3 separate regions of the Mus musculus genome follow, and all the other regions are linked to region 2. The links are chromatin contacts, called in public Hi-C maps. All regions are on one chromosome and are shown on one strand. The core of a region is the stretch at or near the end of the contact, and the rest is flanking DNA. Distances in the headings are between cores, read along the strand shown. Region 1 holds the start of Cst6 (cystatin E/M). Region 2 overlaps Pacs1 (phosphofurin acidic cluster sorting protein 1). Region 3 holds the start of Tsga10ip (testis specific 10 interacting protein).

Evidence for each region. Hi-C and Micro-C count contacts between places; a contact is called where the count stands out from the background.
Region 1: a Hi-C map of bone marrow-derived macrophages shows a contact between it and region 2, with 40 read pairs. A contact is called at or near these places in 12 of 39 promoter capture datasets (the 3T3-L1 cell line, the C10 cell line, the HPC-7 cell line and 6 more), 37 of 484 Hi-C or Micro-C datasets (the 63-12 cell line, B cells, the Ba/F3 cell line and 21 more), 10 of 130 datasets of targeted methods (bone marrow-derived dendritic cells, embryonic midbrain, embryonic stem cells and 6 more) and 5 of 9 other capture datasets (adipose tissue, embryonic stem cells, liver and 2 more).
Region 3: a Hi-C map of bone marrow-derived macrophages shows a contact between it and region 2, with 29 read pairs. A contact is called at or near these places in 2 of 39 promoter capture datasets (the HPC-7 cell line, HPC-7-derived erythroid cells and trophoblast stem cells), 2 of 484 Hi-C or Micro-C datasets (bone marrow-derived macrophages and nephron progenitors), 2 of 130 datasets of targeted methods (bone marrow-derived macrophages and embryonic stem cells) and 2 of 9 other capture datasets (embryonic stem cells and pancreatic islet).

The regions. Positions count from the first base shown.
Region 1 is chr19:5,347,038-5,351,480 of GRCm38.p6, forward strand. It overlaps Cst6 (cystatin E/M), which reads right to left and starts at 2,537. Exons shown (of 3, transcript NM_028623.5): 1 at 2,058-2,537; 2 at 1,360-1,485; 3 at 1-1,012. The coding sequence starts at 2,297. The coding sequence ends at 929.
Region 2 is chr19:5,147,887-5,152,667 of GRCm38.p6, forward strand. Pacs1 (phosphofurin acidic cluster sorting protein 1) reads right to left here. Exons shown (of 24, transcript NM_153129.3): 9 at 4,774-4,781; 10 at 4,388-4,481. Among named protein-coding and RNA genes, the nearest start is that of Gm30840, 25 kb to the left of the region's middle.
Region 3 is chr19:5,400,700-5,405,302 of GRCm38.p6, forward strand. Tsga10ip (testis specific 10 interacting protein) reads right to left here and starts at 1,807. Exons shown (of 8, transcript NM_001373978.1): 1 at 1,633-1,807; 2 at 321-460; 3 at 1-238. The coding sequence starts at 1,761.

The sequences.
Region 1 (4,443 bases), core at 1,287-3,786, 200 kb after region 2:
TAGCTGATGAGGGGACTGGACTGGATTGGAGACTGCTTGGAGGTCCCTCATGTAGCCACAGTCATGCCCATAAGGCCTGGTGTCGGGGCCTTAGAGGGCTGTAGTCTGAGAACTTGACATTCCCCCAATATATATGTGGTCAAATGTTCCAGACATGCTGAGTTGGAATGGTGCGTGCCTGTGATCCCAGCACTTGGGAGGCGGAGGCAGGTGGACCTCTCAGTTTGAGGCCAGCCTGGTCTACAGAGTGAGTGCTAAGACAGCTAGGGCTATGCAGAGAAACCCTTCCTCAGAAAAAAAGAAAAACATTCCAGCTACCGAGATATGAAAGGCTTTGCTGCTGTCGCAGAATGTACCTTGCTAAAAGCAAGCAAGGTCTCATGAGGGCCCTGTAAGCCGCTGGCTGGTGCTCTTTGCTGCTTCACCATTTGAGGGCAATAACAAGAGCTGTGTCACTAAAAAACTCACTGGTCTGAGCCATCAGGCTTTGCGACCCTCCTGACCCCAGGTTTTGACACCCTCCTCCTCGGAGTCCCAGCATGAACCCTGGGAGAGAGGCTGGACTGGCTCACACAGACATCCCTACTGTAGCTAGTCTCCGGTATCCATCTTCTGTGTCTTTCTTTCCTCCTCTGAGACCACTGAAAATGTCTGGAAGAGGGGCTTCCTCTGAGGACCCTACCCTCAGTACTGCCTCAGAGGGATCAGTAGGGGCTCCCCTGGAGGGTAAGGACATGGTGCCCAGTCAGCTGTGGGGTTCTGAGAGTCACTGGGAGCAGAGTGAGGGTCAGGGTGAGTGAAACACACAGGAGAAAGCAGTGCAAGAAGCAGAGCTGCAGATTTATTGCAACAGACGTGGCCCGTGGCCCTGAGGCGCCTCCACCATGCTTGTTCCCATGGGGCCCTGACTCTGTCACCCTGGGGCCGGTCACACCTGCACGCAGTCATGCTTTAGAAGCTGAGTAGTGTTCTTCCAGGGGACTTCAAGGAGCTCAAAGTTGCAACGCAGTTTCTGAGAGGGAAGCACAGAGGACAAGGAGGGTGAGGTTGGCAGCAACCTCCTCCTCCCAGAAGTCAGCCCCCCTGACGGCCACGTCTCTCTGGAGCCGGGGACAGACCATGAGTGGTCCCAAAACATGGAATCAGAAGGCAGGAGATGCTCCCAGGTTTATCTCAGGCAACTCCTACCCCACGAGGAATCCCCAGTCTCTCTTCTGCACTCCACCCTGGCCTGAGTCATACAAGAGCCAAAGCGAACAGGTGGAGCCAGGCTTCTGCCTGACCAGATAGACTGGTCAGGATAGACAAGCTAAGGGCCTCAGACCCTGCATGGGGTTGGGATGGGGTCGGTGCTGTTACCTCCTGCTGCCCCCCTGCAGCCAGAGGGCAGGTGGTGAGGTCCATGTGTTCTCCAGAGACTCTGGTCTTTCGGCACTCTGTGCTTTCTATGTCCAAAGTCAGGTAGTACTTGATGCCAGCCACCAGCTGGGAACCAAACAGGGCAGGTGAGAGATGCCTGGGAGTCCAACCTGTGTGTCTATGCTTTCCCTCCCTCTAAGAGTCTCCACTCTCCCAGGCAAATGCAACCCTCTGACCTACATATTCAGACCTGGAGTGGAGGCAGGAACTTCTGTGTGTGAGCAGAGCCCTAGGCTGGGCAAGAAGCTGGAGAGCTCCTGTCTGCGGCTAGACTGTAAAGGTGAATGGTATGTGGCACCTACACTGGGCCCTTCCACTCCACCTGGCAGGTTGGGGAAGTGAGGTTAGTTATGCCAAAGGAGGCTGCATCCTGCATTTCTTTGATAGTTAGATAGCGCTGCTTCCAGAGGACTTTACTAATCTGTTTTGTTTTGAAGTATTTCATAGAAAGGTCTGGGGGTTATGGTTGGTTTTAGTGCCCCCTTGTGTTTGGTAGCAAGCTAAGCAGCTCTCTGTTTATCTCCTGTCTCCTGTCACCTGTCCTCGGTCCCCCTGTCCCTGTCCCTCTCCAAATTGTCCCTCTCCACAGCCACTCTGTTCCATAACCTGTCCCACAACCTCTGTCCCAGCCACCGCACCTGATATTTTGCATCGATGACTTTGGTGTCTCGGAAGTAGTAGAGGCTGTCGCTGCCCATATTGTAGCTGGCCACAGCTGCCTGTGCGGCCTTTTGCACCCGCGGGTCGGTGGGTGACAAGTTCTGGCGTTCTCCGGTCCTGCGGCTCCGCAGCTCGGCGCGGGCGTCAGGTGACAGGGTCAGGAGGCAGAATGCGAGCAGGCCAAGGCCCATCGCCAGCGGGAAGTGAGGACGCTCCATAGCCGCGGATTCAGTGTCTGGACTTCCATCCTGCGCGGCTTTTACAGCCTTCGCGGGCCCCTCCCGGCCCCGCCCAACGCCTGCTTGTTTCCTTAGCAAGCCTGGACCAGCTTGCAGGTGCCTGGAGGCGGGTGCACCTCCCCTACCTACGCAGTGTAAGAACCAGAGATGGCACACAGGTCCCAGAACCTCTACGTGTAGAGATGCTGGCCTATCATTCCTATCTCCCAGGAGGGAGAGAACAGTTCATACCAGGGCCCTGACGTTTGAGTTGCCAAAAGCAATTATATGGTTACATTCTTACTGCTATCATTTTATCATTTCCTTTTCTCTTTCTTTCTTTCTTTCTTTCTTTCTTTCTTTCTCTCTCTCTTTCTTTCTTGTTTGTTTGTTTGTTTCGAGACAGGGTTTCTCTGTGTAGCTCTGGCTGTCCTGGAACTCACTTTGTAGACCAGACTGGTCTCGAACTCAGAAATCACCTGCCTCTGCCTCCCGAGTGCTGGGATTAAAGGTGTGCACCACTATCATCCGGCATTGCCACCATTTTCTTATCGTGCCATTTTTAGAGAAATTATAACTCCCAGCCTGCATTTCTTCTTCTGAAAAATAAATGCTATAAGGATCGATGAACTGACACAGGTAAAGAGCCTAAGAGAGGCCGGGTGCCATGCAAACAAACGGTGGGTGGGTAGGAGTCCTTACTACTCAAGCCGGCACTACTGTCCCTCACAGCCATGGTGGACCCGGTTGGCTGACCCTTTCACTTTGCAGAGGTGGGACGCCATGGCACAGAAGGGAGAAGTAATATGTGCAACGATTTCAACTGGTCCCTAGTAAGTAAGTATACTGAAGAGCCTAAGTCGTGTGTGTGTGTGTGTGTGTGTGTGCTATAAAATAAGATCTTGTGTGTCCCTGGCTGACCTTGAATTTCATAGCTCAGGATGACTTTGAACTCCTGATCTCCCTGCTTCTCCCTTCCAAGTGCTAGCATTACCATCATATTTTATTTGGTGCTGAGAACAGAATGCAGGGCTTCATGTGTGCTAGAGACAAGCACTCTACCAACTAATATCCCTAGCCTCATTTCATTTTGCTGGGCTTGAACCTAGGGTCTTATGCATGCTGGGCAAACACTTCACCTGCAGCCCTCGTTTTTTTTGTTTGTTTGTTTGTTTGTTTGTTTTGTTTTCAAGACAGGGTTTCTCTATGTATCCCTGGCTGTCCTGGAACTCACTCTGTATGTAGACCAGGCTGGCCTCGTACTCAGAGATCTGCCTGCCTCTGCCTCCCAAGTGCTGGGATTAAAGGCATGCGCCACCATGCCCGGCATGCAGCCCTCGTTTTACTCCTTATCTCTAGATAGGGACTTGTTGATCACCCAGGCTGACCGTGAAGCCCTTGCTCTGTAGACTGCAGGCCTTGAGTCTGTGGCTTCCCAGCTTCAGCCTCCTGGCAGGGATTACAAGCCTGTGCTACCAGGTCAAGTTCTTGTCTATGTTCTTAGCTCAGGCTGAGTTTGAAAAGAAAGACTTGCCTCCGAAGAGGGGTGAGTCACGCCAGGTGCCATCTTTCTAACTGGGAGGCTTTGGATAGTCACTCAGGGCCTGGGTGTCCTACGGGAAATAGGATGACAAGTCTTTTTTCCTAAAGCTGTTCTTCTGACTGACAATGACAGTTCCACACTCTCATCCCTAAGGACACTGGACATCCAGTGGGGTAGGAGCAGATCAGCCACCCCATGGCAGCTGCACGTGGGCTGCCCTGGCAAAGTTTCCTTCCCCGGGCATCTTATTTCATGTTTTCTGACTAGCTCAAAGCCACTTTCCCTCTTTTCTTTTTTTTTTCCCCACTTTACTTATCTATTTTTTATTACTTTTTTTTAAGAGAAATGTTCATGCCTCAGCATGGGAGAGGTGCGTGTGTGTGCGTGCCATAGCGTGCACACGCAGAAGGTGAGAGAGGTGTGCGTGCCATAGCGTGCACACGCAGTTTCCCAGAACTGGTTTTCTCTTTCCACCAGGGGGTTCTGAAGTTTGAACCCAGGTCTTCAGCCTTGGCAGCACGCGTCTTTACCACTGAGGGCCATCTCACGGGCCCTCCCTGAGGGTCCTAAATGGAACTTGAAAGAAGAGGCTGCTTTCAGCAC
Region 2 (4,781 bases), core at 2,210-4,709:
AGACTCTGCTTAAGGGAGACTCTCACAGTTTCAGACTTTCACTTTGAGAATAAAGACATCAACAGTAGTTAAATGCCTTTGCTTGGTAGATGCATCCGGAAAACGGTTCCTCTAATAATATATTAAGAAAAAAAAAGTCCCATATGAATCTGTCAGGCGTGAATTAATTCTCCACTGTCTTATTAGCACTTCTCATAATGTGAAGAATTTATTAAGCAGACACAGATGGACAAACAAGATCATTCATATTTGCTAATAATCTGGCCAGACAAGCATCACAGCCAGTTATGGGCAAAAAGGTACAGGAGTCAGGGAGGCACTGGCCCCAGAGAATTTCTTTCTTCTATGAAACCAAAGGATGAAGAAGATATTCAGGATATCTCATTTAATCTCAACTACTCAAAGTTTTTTTTTCTCTTTGTAAAATATACATAACTGGAAATGGTAGGCTAATTCAGGATGCCACTGGGTGAACTAACCAACCAGGAAAACCCTCCCTATGCTATACTAAAAGCCAGGGTGTTTCCACCTGGAATAACATTTAGGGCTCCACCATCCGTGTCCCCAGTTTGTCTTTGATTCTCTAGATGCTAGTAGTAGCCCTTCCTGTTGGGCTAAAATTTTTCAAACCAATGACAAATGTCTTCTGAGAGGCAGACCATCCCTTGTGGAGAACCACAGCTTAAAGCCATCTGCAAGACATATCTGACGTACCTGAGCTAGAGGCAGTAACATCAGAGCTTGAAATGGCATGACCTGTGTAACAACTCACAGCCACACAGAACAGGCTGCCTCCAGAGTGTGTGTTTAGTCTATTTACATCACACAGACTAACCAATATTAACAGTCTAGAATCCAGAAAAGCCCTGCTTGGTTGGACCTAGGGTAGAAGCTCACTCTGGGGGTTCAGCAAGAATTTCCACTGGGTGGTTTCAAGGTGGCATGACTTGTCAAACCCTGAGACAGCTACACTGTTGTTTTCATGGCACTATGGAAGCTTCTGGGGACATCTACTTCCCCACTTCTATAGGAGCTGCATTAAGGGCATGTGACAAAGAAGAACTGGAACAAACTCATGACTCCTGAAACTTCTGTTCCTGCTCCAATATACCTAAAGGGCAGGGCTGGGCAGGGCAGGGCAGGGCAGGGCAGGGCAGGGCAGGGCAGGGCAGGGCCGGGCAGGGCAGGGCAGGGCAGGGCAGGGCAGGGCCGGGCAGGGCAGGGCAGGGCAGGGCAGGGCAGGGCTGGGCTGGGCTGGGCTGGGCTGGGCTGGGCAGGGCAGGGCAGGGCAGGGCAGGGCCGGGCAGGGCAGGGCTGGGCTGGGCTGGGCTGCGGTGTAGCTCAATGACCTTGGCATGTTAGGGGAAGTACTAATCTCTAACACTTTTGGTGCTGCCTCTGCTTGGCAGAGAAGGGAGACTGTCACAGCTTCAGACTTCCGCTTTGGCTGACTGCGGCTTGGGTGGGGGTCCTGAGGCAGGCTTTACAAGCACAGAGAACCAAATTATGTTGTGATTGTGTGTTTGAGTCTCAAGAGTTGAAAACTCAACAACTGCTACAATCTGTATCAGCAGAAATCCTTTCTTGTTGTAGTAGTAAAGTGAATCCTCTAAGAATTTGGAGCCTAAAAGTGGGAGATTAAGAAACCCCACAACTGGGCTGGAGAGATGGCTCAGTGGTTAAGAGCACCGACTGCTCTTCTGAAGGTCCTGAGTTCAAATCCCAGCAACCACATGGTGGCTCACAACCACCCATAGTGAGATCTGATGCCCTCTCCTGGTGCATCTGAAGACAGCTACAGTGTACTCACATAAAATAAAATAAAATAAATCTTTGCAAAAAAAAAAAAAAAAAAAAAAAGAGTAGTTTGTTTCCCCAGTGAGACTCCCTTGGAGGAAATTAAAAAGAAACCCCACAAGTCTTGAGAACTGGCTCCAGGGTTAAGAGCACTTGCTGTTCTTGAAGTTGTTCAGGGTCAGCTCCTGACACCACATGCTGGCTCACAGCTATGTGTAACTCCAGTTCTAGGAGACCCTACACCCTTTTCAGACTTCTGTGGGCACCAGGCACACATGTATACATATGTACAGACAAAACACTCATACACAAAGTAAAATTTAAAAAAAGAAAATACATTAGCAAGGTTGGTGACATAGCTCACTGGTAGATTCCTTAGTTCAGATAAAGCCTGGGTTCTATTCCCTGTGCCACAAAAAGAAAAAAAGTTAAAAAAAAAAAAAAGTAGGCCAGGCATGGTGGCACATGCCTTTAATCCCAGCACTCCAGGGTGCAAGGGCAGGTAGATCTCTCTAAGTTCTAGGCCAGCCTGGTCTACATTGTAAGTTCCAGAAGAATAGCCAGAGCTACATAGTCAGACCCGATCCTGAAACAAAACAAAGAACTAGTGCTTAGCCATGGGGGTGAGAGGCTCTCAAGGTGAGACAGGAAGTGCGCAACCACTAGATCCAACACTCACACCTTTGCCTAATCTACCTTAAGTTAAGAGCACAGCCTTGTTCTACCATCCCAAAGTGCCTCCATCCCAACGGATTCCACAGTTCTACACCCACACCCAGACATATGGGCTCTTCAAAATAGAAATCTCAGCAGGGAGACAACAAAGCGGATTTGAGGTCTGGCCAAGGGAACTAGCATTGAAGGACTTGCGCAGAAGACACTCATGGTCTGTCAGTTTTGGAACTCTAAAATGGGATGTGCTAAAGAACTGTACTTCAGTAGGCCTATCAATCAGCACACTCTGCCTAAGTCTGACCCACAGGATCTCACAGCGTTCCCACATGGCTTTTTAGAGAACACGTTTTCCATGTAGGCGTTGCAGATGAGGAAACAGCCTTGAGAAGAAGCAAGTCAGCGGGAAGATGGAGTTAAGATTCACTCTGGAAAACTCACCCCTTACAGTTGAAGGCTTTCTGTTTCCTTGTTTGAGCTAGGGCCTCAGTAAGTAGACCAGGCTGGCCCCCAACTTACAAAGATCCACCTCTGCTGGGATTAAAAGTGGCTTCCTTGTTTGTTTTTGCCAAATCAAGGGCTACATAGTCAACTTCTGCCAATGCAGAAACACCTTTCCCCCCATATTAAACAGCTCCTCTTACTCATTTAGTGGTCATGACCATTTACTGAACACTCACGTATGCCATACTCTATGCTTACTGCTTCATGACCACTGGCTTGGTTAACACCTTACGAATACTCTGTCACAGTAGCACGCTGCTCATCACTCACAGAGCACGGTGCAATCATCTTCCCTTCAGCAGGCTCTGGGGTTCTTCCCAGAGATGGTGCTCTGAGTGCTCTAGTGGTCAATTATTTATCCACAAGGACAGAGACTTTCTGTAGCCATCTGGCAGGTCTCTGTGAGGAAAAGCTGTTCTGAGCCATGCCCCAATATTAGCAGCACACTAAACACTGCCTCTTTGGCTCTCAACCACTATGAACCTGCTTGAAAGGTGCTGGGAAGGTGGATCTGCAAGCTGCAGGCTGACGCTTCTCCAAGGGCAATTTTTAGCATTGGCCACAGTTTTCCTTCTTTCACTTCCTTACTGTGGTACAGTTCTAGGTGGGCTTGGCAGCCAGCTGTTCTTTAATAAACAGATAAGCTGGGAGACAGCTCCATCTGGTGGCAGAAGGAAGAAAGGTCGCTGAGATGCCCCAGAAGAAGGTACACACACACACAGGACAGGAGCCTGGCCAGCCACAGACTGCTTTTGGACAGATGGAGTGCCTGGCACCGCCAGCTCATCTCCTCACAGTTAATAGCCACTGCAGAGTAAGATGTGTATTCCCCCTGTGAACACATTATTATGCCTCATTTGATGCCAGAATAGTAAGAACTGGAGATAATCAGTTTCTCTCATTAACAGAAAAATATGGCTCTAAATAGCACATCAGAGCTCGGTTCTAAAACTATATATGGTGACTGTCTGCCTTTAGTTGTGGGCAAAGGTATGAACAGCTTCTTTCTGCAAGGCTGAGGAGGGCTTGACAACGACAGGCTTCAGTCTCTGACCAGCTGCTAGGAGCCATAGCAGACAGCTCTCCTGCTCAGCAGGCAGAATGAAACCTACTCACTAAACAGTACATTCTTCCACCGTATTGCTCTCCCCTGTTTCCTGGACAGATCACTTTGTCCTTTTATACCTGATTCTTTTTGTAGCCTGAAGGCAGACTCTCTTCCCGATAGGCCAAATGGCATGCACTCTGCCCCATGCTCTCAGGGAGGGTTCCGAGGCAGGGCTCAGAGGAGGAAGACTGAAGATACTTTGTAGGCCCCCAAAGGAGTGACATTTAAGAGAAGCAGAGGGCCCAGAGTGAGAACCCAAATACGGCAGGTCCCTCTCCCAACCCTTTTCACCATCGTTCTGCTCACAGGACTGGTGGTGTCTTTCCCGAGGCTGCCCTTGCTGTTGAGACTGCCAATCTCCGTCTGTGAGCTGGACTGAGACATCCCCTCAAAGAAGGGCCTGCAGCAAAGAAGCACAGTGGCTGTCAGCGGTGACTGCAGCTCAGAGAGCAGCTCCCAAGGCTGAGTGAATCAGCACTCAAGGCTCAGCAGCAACTCAGGCTTCGCAGACACTGGTTGGGTAGCATGCTACGGAGTTGGTCAAGGGATCTGCAGAGATTCCTATCAGGACTCTTGCCATGGAGATGATGAAAAGCTACAGTCCTCTGAGTGAATGAGAGAGGAGGCAAGGGACACAATGATGGAGGGAAGGGGAGCTTGGGAGGTGGCCTGGGAGGAGCTCTGGGTCTCACTTGAGCTT
Region 3 (4,603 bases), core at 557-3,056, 250 kb after region 2:
ATGTCTCCTCCCCACGCTTTGCTCTTCCATCTTGTGGCAGGCTCGAAGGTCTTCTGAGAGGTTGGCTACTGACTTGTGCCTGGACTTGCACTGGGGGGCTGCTGGAGGGAGGAGCAGGGGTCGATGGCCCATGGCCATAGAGGAACTTGACTGAAACAGAGCCTGGCCATCTATGATGAAGCTCTCCCAGGCCCACTGGAAAGGGAAGGAAGGCTTTCGAGAAGGTGGACTGAAGAGACTGCAGGAGGAAGAGGAGAGAAGTCAGAATGAGGGTCCTCCTAGTCCCCAGTGCACCTTCCAGTCCCTCCCCAGCAACTTACTCCTCTGCCTCAGCTGAGCCACGGCCTTTCTTGTTCCGCCTCCGGGCCTTTCGCTCTTTCTTTGTTGTCTGCCCTGCGCTGTAAGATCTTTGTAGCTGGCAGCTCTGACTCTGGAGACTGTCACCACTCCCAAGGCACCTCTGGGCAGGGACAGGGAAGAGGGGAGCTCTGACTAGCCTCCCATATGGTGCTTCCTCTTCAGGTTCACCTCCCAGGGGCTTCCTCTCTGTCTAGACTGTGCTGTGGCTGCCTATAACCTTCTCTGATCATTCACTACCTCTTCTGTTAAGACAGCACAAGCTGGACTGGAGAGATGGCTCAGTGGGTAAAAGCACCCGACTGCTCTTCCAAAGGTCCGGAGTTCAAATCCCACCAACCACATGGTGGCTCACAACCATCTGTAATGAGATCTGACGCCCTCTTCTGGAGTGTCTGAAGACAGCTACAATGTACTTACATATAATAAATATTAAATATTTAAAAATAATATAATAAATATTAAAATATTTATAAATATTATTAGTTTTTGTTGTCTTGTTGAGATGGTGTCTTGTGTAGCTGAGGACGGTCTCAAGCTCACTGTATAGCTGAAGATAGCTTTGTTTTGAGATGGTGCTTTTCTGTGGAGCCCTAACTGTCCTGGAACTCACTCTGTAGACTCGGCCTCCAACTCAGAGGCCAACCTGCCTGGGATTAAAGTTATGTGCCACCATGGCTTGGCTGATGATAGCTTTGAACTACTGATCCTCCTGCCTCTGTGTCCCAAGTGTTGGGATGACAGGCTGCACCAGCATGCCTGGTTTGGACTTCTTTAAATTTTAGAAAAATATCGGGGTGTGATGACACACAGCTGTAACCCCAGATACGCAGGAAGCAGAGAGGGGAGGACTGTGAGCTCCAGGACAGCCCAGATCAGGTAATTTGGTAGGAGACTGCCCAACAAGCCATCCACTGCTGGCACCCCAAAACACCAAGCCACACCACCCACAACAAAAGCTCACATTTTTCTGGATGTCACCCAGGGCTCTGGACTTAGTGCTGAGGAAGTGACAAGTTCCTTAGTGGAAGGAAGGAAGGAAGGAAGGAAGGAAGGAAGGAAGGGTTTTTATTTCCCTAAACTCCTTTCCTCCCTGCAGTGTTCCCAAACTGCTCCATCTGTCCTCTGTGGTCCTTGTCCCAGGCATTCCCAACTGTTACCAGGACCTGAGCTCCAGTCTTACGTTTCCTCAAGAGCCTTAGCCAGGGCTGACCTCTTCTGGCCTAAGATGCCAATGGGCGGTTGAAGCTCCCCAACTGGGCCTGCCTCCCTCACCTGGTCCTCCGGAGAGATGCTTGATAGAAGTCTGAACAGCCCTGTAGATGTCCCTGGAACCAAGGGCTCTGTACTCTGCCTTGGTCTCTCCGATAAGGCCCTAACCAACAGTTGGTCAGTGTTTAGCATATTGGCATGTTGCCCTCTCCCACCCCTACCTGCCAGCTCTGGAACTGCCCTCTCTGCCATCTCCATGACAACCAGGCTGTGACCGGTCTGAATGATTCCAGCAAAAAGTACTCGGTAGCGATCAGCCAGAGTTCTGCTGGTCTCCTTTACGAGACTGTGTTCAACAGCGCCCAGAACTGCCTTGGGCCTTGCCTCTGCCCCTGCAACCTGACCTGGTATAAGCTCCCTACTTCTCTAGGCCTATGTTTATCCATCTGCTTTTGAAGGGATATCAGAACTTGTCACCTCAAAGGGCCCTCAGGTCCTGTGAAAATGCCCCATTGCTGCACAAGGCAGGCCATGGCCTTCTGGCCGCAGGATACTGTGTCCCTCAGAGAGGCAGCAAGCCCCTCAACCTGAGAATGACAGAACTTCAGCCATACTTGTTTCCTGAGCCTAATGGTGTATATTTATACATTGACTGGCTTTGTTTTGAGCATTTTGTTTTGCTTATTTTAGACAGTGTCTCACATGTAGCCTAAAAAAATTAAAAATTAAAAAATAAAACAAAAACAAAAACAAAACATGCTGGGCAGTGGTGGCACACACCTTTAATCCCAGCACTCGGGAGGCAGAGGCAGGCAGATTTCTGAGTTCGAGGCCAGCCTGGTCTGCAGAGTAAGTTCCAGGACAGCCAGGGCTACACAGAGAAACCCTGACTCAAAAAATCAAAAACCAACACAAAAACATGTAGCCTAGCTAGCTGGCCTGAAAGTCACTGTATAGGCCAGGCCGTCCTTGAACATACCGTCCTCTGCTTTTCCTCTGCTTCAAGAGAGCACTGGGATTAAAGGCGTGCGCCACCACACCCAGCTGGCATGTACATATTTTAAACCTCTCTAGCCATGTAAGGGCCCATTGGATCTGAGAACTCCTGGTTCACTTCATAATTGGGGGAGCACATGATGAGTGGTTGGAAGTTGCCACTGAGCCACTAGGCTTAAAGGGAAGAAGAACATAGGATTACCGAATAGCCGCTGGGCAAAATACAATTTTAAATTTCAATTAAAATAAAAATTTCAAATACAATAAAGTTCAAAATATGATTTAATTTTCAATTAAAAGAATAAGCCTGGGTCTGGAGAGATGGCTTAGCAGTTGAGAACACTGACTGTTCTTCCAGAGATCCTGAGTTCAATTCCCAGAAATTACATGGTGGCTCACTACCATCCATAATGGGATCGGATGCCCTCTTCTGGTGTGTCTGAGGACAGCTGCAGTATATATATGAAAGAAAGGAAGGAAGAGAGAAAGAAAAGAAAAAAGAATAAGCCTGTCATTTTACTGTTTCTATTGCTACAATAAAACACCATGACCAAACAGCAAGTTGGGTGGGGGAAGAGTTTGCTTGGATACATAGTTCATCATCCAAGAAATTCGGGATAGGAACTCAAGCAGGCCAGGAACCTGATGGCAGGAGCTGATGCAGAGTCCATAGAGGTGCTGTTTATTGTGTTGCTCCCCATGACTTGTTCTGCTTCTTTCTTATAGAACCCAGGCCCACCTGCCAAGGGATGACCCCAGCCACAATGGGCTGGGCATTCCCACATCAGTCATTAAGACTAAAGGCTTGCTACAGCCTGATCTGACACAGGCATTTTCTCAACGGAGGTTTCCTCTTCTCAGATGATTTTAGTTTGTGTCAAGTCACTATAAAGCTTTGTGGCATGCCTGTATTGTTAGTATTCTTCAGTGAGACATGCTAAGTAAGGCGTAGAGATATATAGGACAGGAAACTTATTCATGGAATTAACTTATGTAACGAGGATGGCTCAGATGCCCCACAATAGATCATCTGCCTGCAAGATAGAGATACCAGCAGCAGTGGGGCTTCAGAAAAAGTTGAAAAACTTAGAGCCAGGGAACTCCTCTTATAACTTATAGTTCATGGTCAAAAGCCTGAGAACCAGAGCTCCCTGGGGCAAAGGCCAGAGACGCTTGAGTTCTTTTAATTTGTTTGTTTGTTTGTTTGTTTGTTTGTTTTTCGAGACAGGGTTTCTCTGTGTAGCCCTGGCTGTCCTGGAACTCACTCTGTAGACCAGGCTGGCCTCGAACTCAGAAAAATTTTATTGTGTGTGTATCTGGGGGATGGGGGGACACCAACATGCCACCGCATATATCTGGAGGTCAGAAGACAGCAAAACTCTAGGAGTCCTTCCTGAGGATTGAACTCAAGCCATCAGGCCTGACGGCAAGTGCCTTTACCTGCTAAGCCAACCACCTTGCCACCCAGGAGCCTGGAATTCTGGTGGCAGCAGAAGTTAGCAGAGCTCCTGAAAAGTCCTGTTTTCTTCCTGTGTCTACCCCAGCTGCTCCAGCTGCGTGGATGATGCCCATCAGCTGCCGGGGCCCATCTCCCTGCTTAGTTCACTAAGACTCGTGGTCTAGCTTCTGGAAGCATCTGTGCTCTATTGACTACTTAGTCTGGTGACGTTGACACCCAGAATTAACCATCATAGAAATTATTCTATTTGTTAAAGGCAAGGTCTTATGTTTTGAACACTGGCCTCAAGCTATATGTAGCAAAGGATGGATTTGAACTCTTCAGCGCCTGTCTCCACCTCTCATATATTGGAATTACAGGCAGAAGTTTCCAACCCATTGCACTTTTGCCTGAGACAGGTTTGTTTGTTGTTTAGGGTTTTTTGTTGTTTGTTTTCAAGAGAGGGCCTTACTCTGTAGCCCTGGCTGTCCTAGAACTCACTCTGTAGACTAGGTAGGCCCTCCAACTCACAGAAATCTGCCTGCCTTTGTCTCTCAAGTGCTGGGTTTAAAGGTATGTGCCACCAAGCCTAGCTCTTGA